Linked DNA regions of Oryctolagus cuniculus: region 1 is linked to region 2. Evidence: chromatin contacts called from public Micro-C data. All regions are on one chromosome and are shown on one strand. The core of a region is the stretch at or near the end of the contact, and the rest is flanking DNA. Distances in the headings are between cores, read along the strand shown. Region 1 has its middle 170 kb from the start of PIK3R1. Region 2 overlaps PIK3R1 (phosphoinositide-3-kinase regulatory subunit 1).

Region 1 (3,022 bases), core at 141-2,640, 100 kb before region 2:
TGCACGCACAAAGCCCTTGTTAGGCGTGAGCCGCTGTGGCAACAGCTTTGCGTCTATTAATTCACTGATTCCCAACCAGTGTTGTTTCTAGTGATCTTCCCCAACCTCTTCCCACGACTCTTCTTGAATTTGCTTTTTCTATGATTTTCTTCTTAAAAGGCTCCTTTTTCCAAACGTCTATGGAGATTTCTGCACTAAGAAAAATTTTAAAAATCAGCGGCACTTGCTCAGGCCAAGATTGTTTGCCTGGCAATCTCTGGGATCCAGGGCAGGTGGCCATAGCCCCCTGTCTTTCACCTGGAGCCGTGTTTCTGAGCCATGGCGGCCCTGCAGAATCAAAGTCTCCAAGCCCCAGGTGCAAAGTCTGCTCCCTTAGATCAGGCACTGCCTCTTCAAACGGAATGTGCATGAGAGTCAGCTACAACCTAGACCAGCTGCAGGGGCTGCTCTAGTGGAGCCCAGAAGAGGCTGAGCTGCACACTGCAGGAGACACTGTGAGTAGCAAAAGATCCCAGCCCCCTGCTGCTAACCCGGCCCGGGCTCGCTCACGGTGCTCATTTCTCGTCATGAGCCTGGTAGGCTCTGTTTGTGCTTGAAGCCCCAACCTCAGAGAAACAGCAGATAGGAACAGTGGCAAAGGAAGGCGGTGGCTCACACAAGAGGGAAAATCAAGCTTGGGGCTTTGAAAATTCATCCAGAATGCAGGATTTGGGCATCAAGGATACACCATCACCAAAGGCCTGGGAGACGTCTTGAAATGGGAACACCCTTCAAACCCGGCTTGTTTCAAAATCATGCGCCATTTTTATTCTGACAAATTCTGATTTCGTGGTTATCATCTTCCTGCAGCATTTTAGGGCCAGGATGGTGCTTCCTCTGAGCTCTTTGCTGAATTTGACAATGATCCCCCAGTCTACACCGTCTGTGGCTCTGTGCCAAGTACTAGTAGCCATGATATGTTCCTACATGATCTCCTAGTAGGCACGTCTGCTTGCAAGACGTCTTGCGTCATTTAAGTCCCATGGTTGAAAGCAAAACTAAATCCTGCTGTGAAATGCTCCAAGAGCCTGCAGCCTCTCCCTCAGCTTCCTCATTTGCATTGAACAAAGAGGCCAGAGCCCACTGATCTCTGAGGTGTCTCCACCCTCTGCCTCCCTCTGGGCTCTGAGCCCAGATCAGGGCCTGAGTCATCAGTTGGAGCCTTCCACGAGGAGGACTTCGAAGGTAGTGATAATTCCCCAAATGAGCACTGCCTGATTCTCTGCTCTCTTACATCTGTTTTATCCTTCAAGATGGCAAAGTGGCCGTCTTACTAGATTTGGAAATGCTTCTCTTGTTCCAGAGGGAAACAGTGAGTGGGAGATTCAGGCTGGAGAGACATTCCAGACCTAATTCTGCCAAAGAGGTGTTCAAGGAAGAAAAAAATCAGGGTTTTTAATAAGGGAAATTATTCTTCTCCTTATTTACAATGTAGGGGGTCCCCAAAAGGTAAAACCGAAAGACGAGCAAACAAACAACTTAAAGACAAACTCCATGCTCCATGACAACCATGGGCTCAGTCTGGCAGAGGTGAACTAGGCAGCCGGTAAGTGGTGTCTACTCGCCTCCGTTTCCTGGAACGCTTGCCGTGGGATGAATCCAGACTGTCCTGTCCTGAGCAACTGAGTCTTAAGGCCGCTCTTTCAACATTTCCAGAGTGCTCAGGGTGATTTCAACTGGGTGCCTGTTGAAGCTTGTTCAAAACGCAGCTCCTGGAATGAACCTGGGAAAGATGGGAAATGCTGGGGAGCTAAATGCGTGTTTATTTTGGAAGCACAGGGCCAGTGCAGTCCAGTGCTCATGACAGGGAGGTAACTCTTGTAAGGCTTCCCTGGTGCAGGGAAGGGAGAGGTGTTTCTGTCAACCTAGGCCTGGATAGAACCTTGGCCAGGCCTCCACAGCTCCACAGGCCAGGGTTTCCGATCACAGGGGTGCCCTTGCTTTCTTTTCAACGACACACAATAGGGACCCATTGAGAAAGTGCGCACTTGATTTTTACAGCCTTGATGGTGAATGCAGCCATGTTTTAAAACAAACGCCAAATAGTACCTGGCAATCAGTAGAGCATTCTTCCAACCACTCTGATTTTCAGAAACACTCCCACCATCCCCAGACCTCCCTGTGTCCTGTCAGCAACCTAGTTGAAGCAAACATTATCAGTGTGCTCACTTGGGTATCGTATTGTGACTTGAGTTGGTGGCCAGGGAACACTTATCTGGAAGATTGCCTCGACTGTCTCTCATTCTTAGTCAAAGCAAATCATTCGACATAGAGGTAACTAGAACTAAGGAAAACTTCAGGTGTGACCACCATAAAATATATCAATTAAGTTTTGCTTCTACTTCCCGGGTCCTAATGCATAGGAACACTGTGCCTGGAGAAAAACAAGGTGGATTTTAATCTGCTCGTATGTAGAGAAGGAGTTGGAAAATAATGAGTCTTCTTAGGTTTTGGGCTTCTCTTTTCTCAAAATGAAGATAATAAAATATTGCAGCACATTGTCTTAGTGCAATACCTGGCTGTAAATGTAAGTCTTGAAAGGTTAACCTTACTAGGGAGTTTGCACTCGGGTTGAAAAGTTGGGAAAGGTTATTGGGAGAATCTAATTCACCCTCCATATGTATCAACTTCGAATTGCATTAAGACAGAAAACTCCATTAAGAGTATTTAATGAATTTTTTTTAAATTTAAATCAATTTTTTTGGGAAAAAAAAATCTCTCCAAATCTTCATGGCCCAGGAAAGTCTTTAGGTCACAGCTGTGCCCATTCTCTTGCCATTGAAGTCCTTGCCTGTGGGCCAGGTTTTCTGGGGGTGGAGTTGGGGGTGGTGCAGGTGCTATCACTCACACAGCACCCATGCAACACCCTTTCCCCTCTCCCCCTCCCCCTCCCTCTCTCCCCTCCCCCCTCCCCCTCCCCCTCCCCTCCTTCTCCCCTCTCTCCCCCTCCCCTTCTCCCCCCTCCCCCCTCCTTTTCCCCTCT
Region 2 (2,946 bases), core at 143-2,642:
TTTATGAATCAGGCTCTTCAGGATGAATGTTTTGCAATGTGCCAGTGGTTAAAAATTAACTTTGACAGGTGTAGAAGGGCCAGGGGGAGAAAGAGGCATTTATTCTCCACTCTGGGCTTGAGGGTGCAATAGTAGACTTCAATTATGCTACATTAATATTTCTGGATATATCCATGAAATCTGAAATATGTAAAGACACTTATAATGGGTTTCATTCAAATGCACCCTGTGCTAAATGGGACCCTTTTTACCTTGGTTGCCCTATAGAAATCTACTTTAGCTACCTAAGTATGAATAGCGTAAACATAACACAGTTATTCAAGAAAACCTGCTGTTTGGCTTTAAATATTTTTAAGACTTTCGGGAACAAAAGGGAACAGCAAACTGTCGACAGGGTACTGCAAGCTCCCGCTGTGTACCTAACCTTTCCGGATCTCAGCTTCCCTCCAGAAAAGAGAACCCTGCCTTCGGGCTGCTGGCCGCTGGCCCTGCTCAACGAGCTGCTGTATGAGAGTTCTTGGCGAGTGGGGAAGCCTATTCAAAAAAATAAAAATAAAACCAATCATCGGGATGATTATCCTGCCGTGCCCAGGTGCATGCCAGGAAGGCTCCAAACAGTCCTCGCCGTGTAGAAACGCGTGACTGGCGGCTTCAACAGGCAGGAAAAACTACAGAAGCGCTCCATGCAAGCGGACAAGCAGCGGAAGGGCATCCACAGACCGCATCGCAGACTCCACCTGCACAGAAGCAGGGGCAGGGCCGACCTGGGTGCAGAGAGAGCGGCTGGCACTGTGTGGGACCGCTGCGTACAACTGTACATTTGTGCTCTGGGCAAGGGCACCTGGGCCAGGTGATGGGGGGAGGGGGAAGCACGGTGCTAAAACCCAGGCCACTCCCCTCACCAAGCCACACACACAGAGAAGGCGGCACCCTACACAAGCACCTCCTTCTTTCTAAGCTGTGCACCCACTGGGGTGGCAACTGTTCACAGAGCTTCCCTTTCAACATTGCACTTGAGCGTCTGCAGGCTCCCGGAGGCTCCAGCTCAGCTGGCTGGGGATATGGGTCAGTGGGGAGACGGGCCGGATGGAGCTCGGGGGGTGGACTGAGGGAGGCAGGGCCCTCCAGGTCGCTGCGGCTACAGCAGAGGGCAGGGGGACACGACAGGGCCATGCATTTCTGTACGGCTCAGCTCATCTAATCCTCCTCACCGGCCCAGGAGAGAGGTCTTACTCCCATTCCAGAGTCTGGAAAACAGTTTGGAAAAGCCGACTTAAGTCAGCGGCAAAGAGCCGAGGCTCAAATCCAGGCTCACGGCTCCTTCCACGGCGGGTGGGACGGGGGCCTTCCCCGGGAGGCCGCAAACACTGGGTTGTGACTTTTACTCGTGTGACCCACAGGAGCTAACGGCAGAGATGTCGTGGTTTATTATGTGCTGGAAACCCAGGAGGGGTCGGGGGATGTTAAAAGCAGCCTCATTTGCACAGGAAGGCTTTGCCGGCTGCAGGCAGCAGGGGGCAGCAGACACACCAGGCTGTATCCAGGGGCAGCTCCTGGCAGACCTGGCCTGCCCTGGTCCGGGAGCGTGGGGTGGGCCTCACGTTTACTTCACGTCCAGAATGACGGAGCTGGACAGTGCCTTTCTCTCTACGCTGATGCCTTCTAGGGTCCTGTCACTTAGAACGTGTACTGCTTTTGTAAAATTGCAGGCCATCACTTCTGCGCTCTGCATTTGTTTTGAATAAATCTTGAAATGCCAGCAACCCAAATGCTATTCCTCCTTCCCCGATTCCAACTGAACCTATTCTTCAAGGCCACTGTCAGGTTCAATTTCTTCCACAGAGCCGGGCGCCGCAGCTCACTAGGCTAACCCTCCGTCTTGCGGCGCCGGCACACCGGGTTCTAGTCCCGGTTGGGGCGCCGGATTCTGTCCTGGTTGCCCCTCTTCCAGGCCAGCTCTCTGTTGTGGCCAGGGAGTGCAGTGGAGGATGGCCCAAGTCCTTGGGCCCTGCACCCGCATGGGAGACCAGGAAAAGCACCTGGCTCCTGCCATCGGATCAGCGTGGTGTGCCGGCCGCTGCGGCCATTGGAGGGTGAACCAACGGCAAAAGGAAGACCTTTCTCTCTGTCCCTCTCTGTGTCCACTCTGCCTGTCCAAAAAAAAAAAAATTTCTTCCGCAGGCCTTTTCCGTCTCCCTACCCTGAATACCCACCAACTGTGCCTTCTGTGCTCAGGGAGTACTTGCACGCGCCCCCCCCCCCCCCCACCATCCCCAGTATTTAGCTATACCTTGCATGCTAACAGGTCATGTCTGAGCTGAGACTTTGCCTCAAACATCAGCATGGCAAGTTCTACATGGTAACAACCACAACACATAACAGTGTGGTGCCCCCAGTACACTCACACACTCACTGTGACAAGATGCGGGGGGGGGGGGGGGTTTCAGGGAAAATGCTGCAGCCCTTCCAGGCCTAAGAAATCGGTTCTTCTCCCTGGGGTGCCCTGCCGGATCACCAAAGGAGTTCAGGGTGGCTTCCCTACAGAGGGGGAAGAGAGCCCTATGAGGTTTCCCAAGGGAGAACACAGCCACTCGATTCCAAAGGGCTGATGCGACAGACGGAGGAGGGAGGGCACACAAAGGGACACACGAGGGTTGGAAGACGACTTGGATTTCAGTTTTTTTTTTTTTTTTTTTAAGAGGCCGCATGAATCTTGGGATGATCTAGCGAATGTTCCCGGCTTTGTCATTCTAGAGCAGAGCAGGTAGAATGAACCTTCCTTGGAACCGGCACACGGGTTCCTTAGTGGAGGGAGGTGGGGTCCTCGGAGCTATCCAGCAGCAGTAAGGGCACATTATGAAAACCGGCAGATCCGCTTTGACTTAAGAGATCCCAGACGTTCAACTGACACCAGTCAGACCAATCAAACCCCAGCACGCACTAAGC

Evidence for each region. Hi-C and Micro-C count contacts between places; a contact is called where the count stands out from the background.
Region 1: a Micro-C map of ear pinna shows a contact between it and region 2, with 2.2 times the contacts expected there. The contact joins two enhancer-like sites. A contact is called at or near these places in 3 of 6 Hi-C or Micro-C datasets (ear pinna, liver and an unstated tissue).

Annotation. Positions count from the first base shown.
Region 1 is chr14:89,313,354-89,316,375 of mOryCun1.1, reverse strand. No RefSeq gene overlaps it. Among named protein-coding and RNA genes, the nearest start is that of PIK3R1, 170 kb to the right of the region's middle. Within about 2 kb of position 1,390, at least 1 of the 8 cell types and tissues checked has an H3K27ac peak or open chromatin away from gene starts, as enhancers often do. A contact at or near this core is called in ear pinna, where this site is marked.
Region 2 is chr14:89,210,422-89,213,367 of mOryCun1.1, reverse strand. The region is part of intron 7 of PIK3R1 (phosphoinositide-3-kinase regulatory subunit 1); the gene reads right to left. Among named protein-coding and RNA genes, the nearest start is that of PIK3R1, 72 kb to the right of the region's middle. Within about 2 kb of position 1,392, at least 1 of the 8 cell types and tissues checked has an H3K27ac peak or open chromatin away from gene starts, as enhancers often do. A contact at or near this core is called in ear pinna, where this site is marked.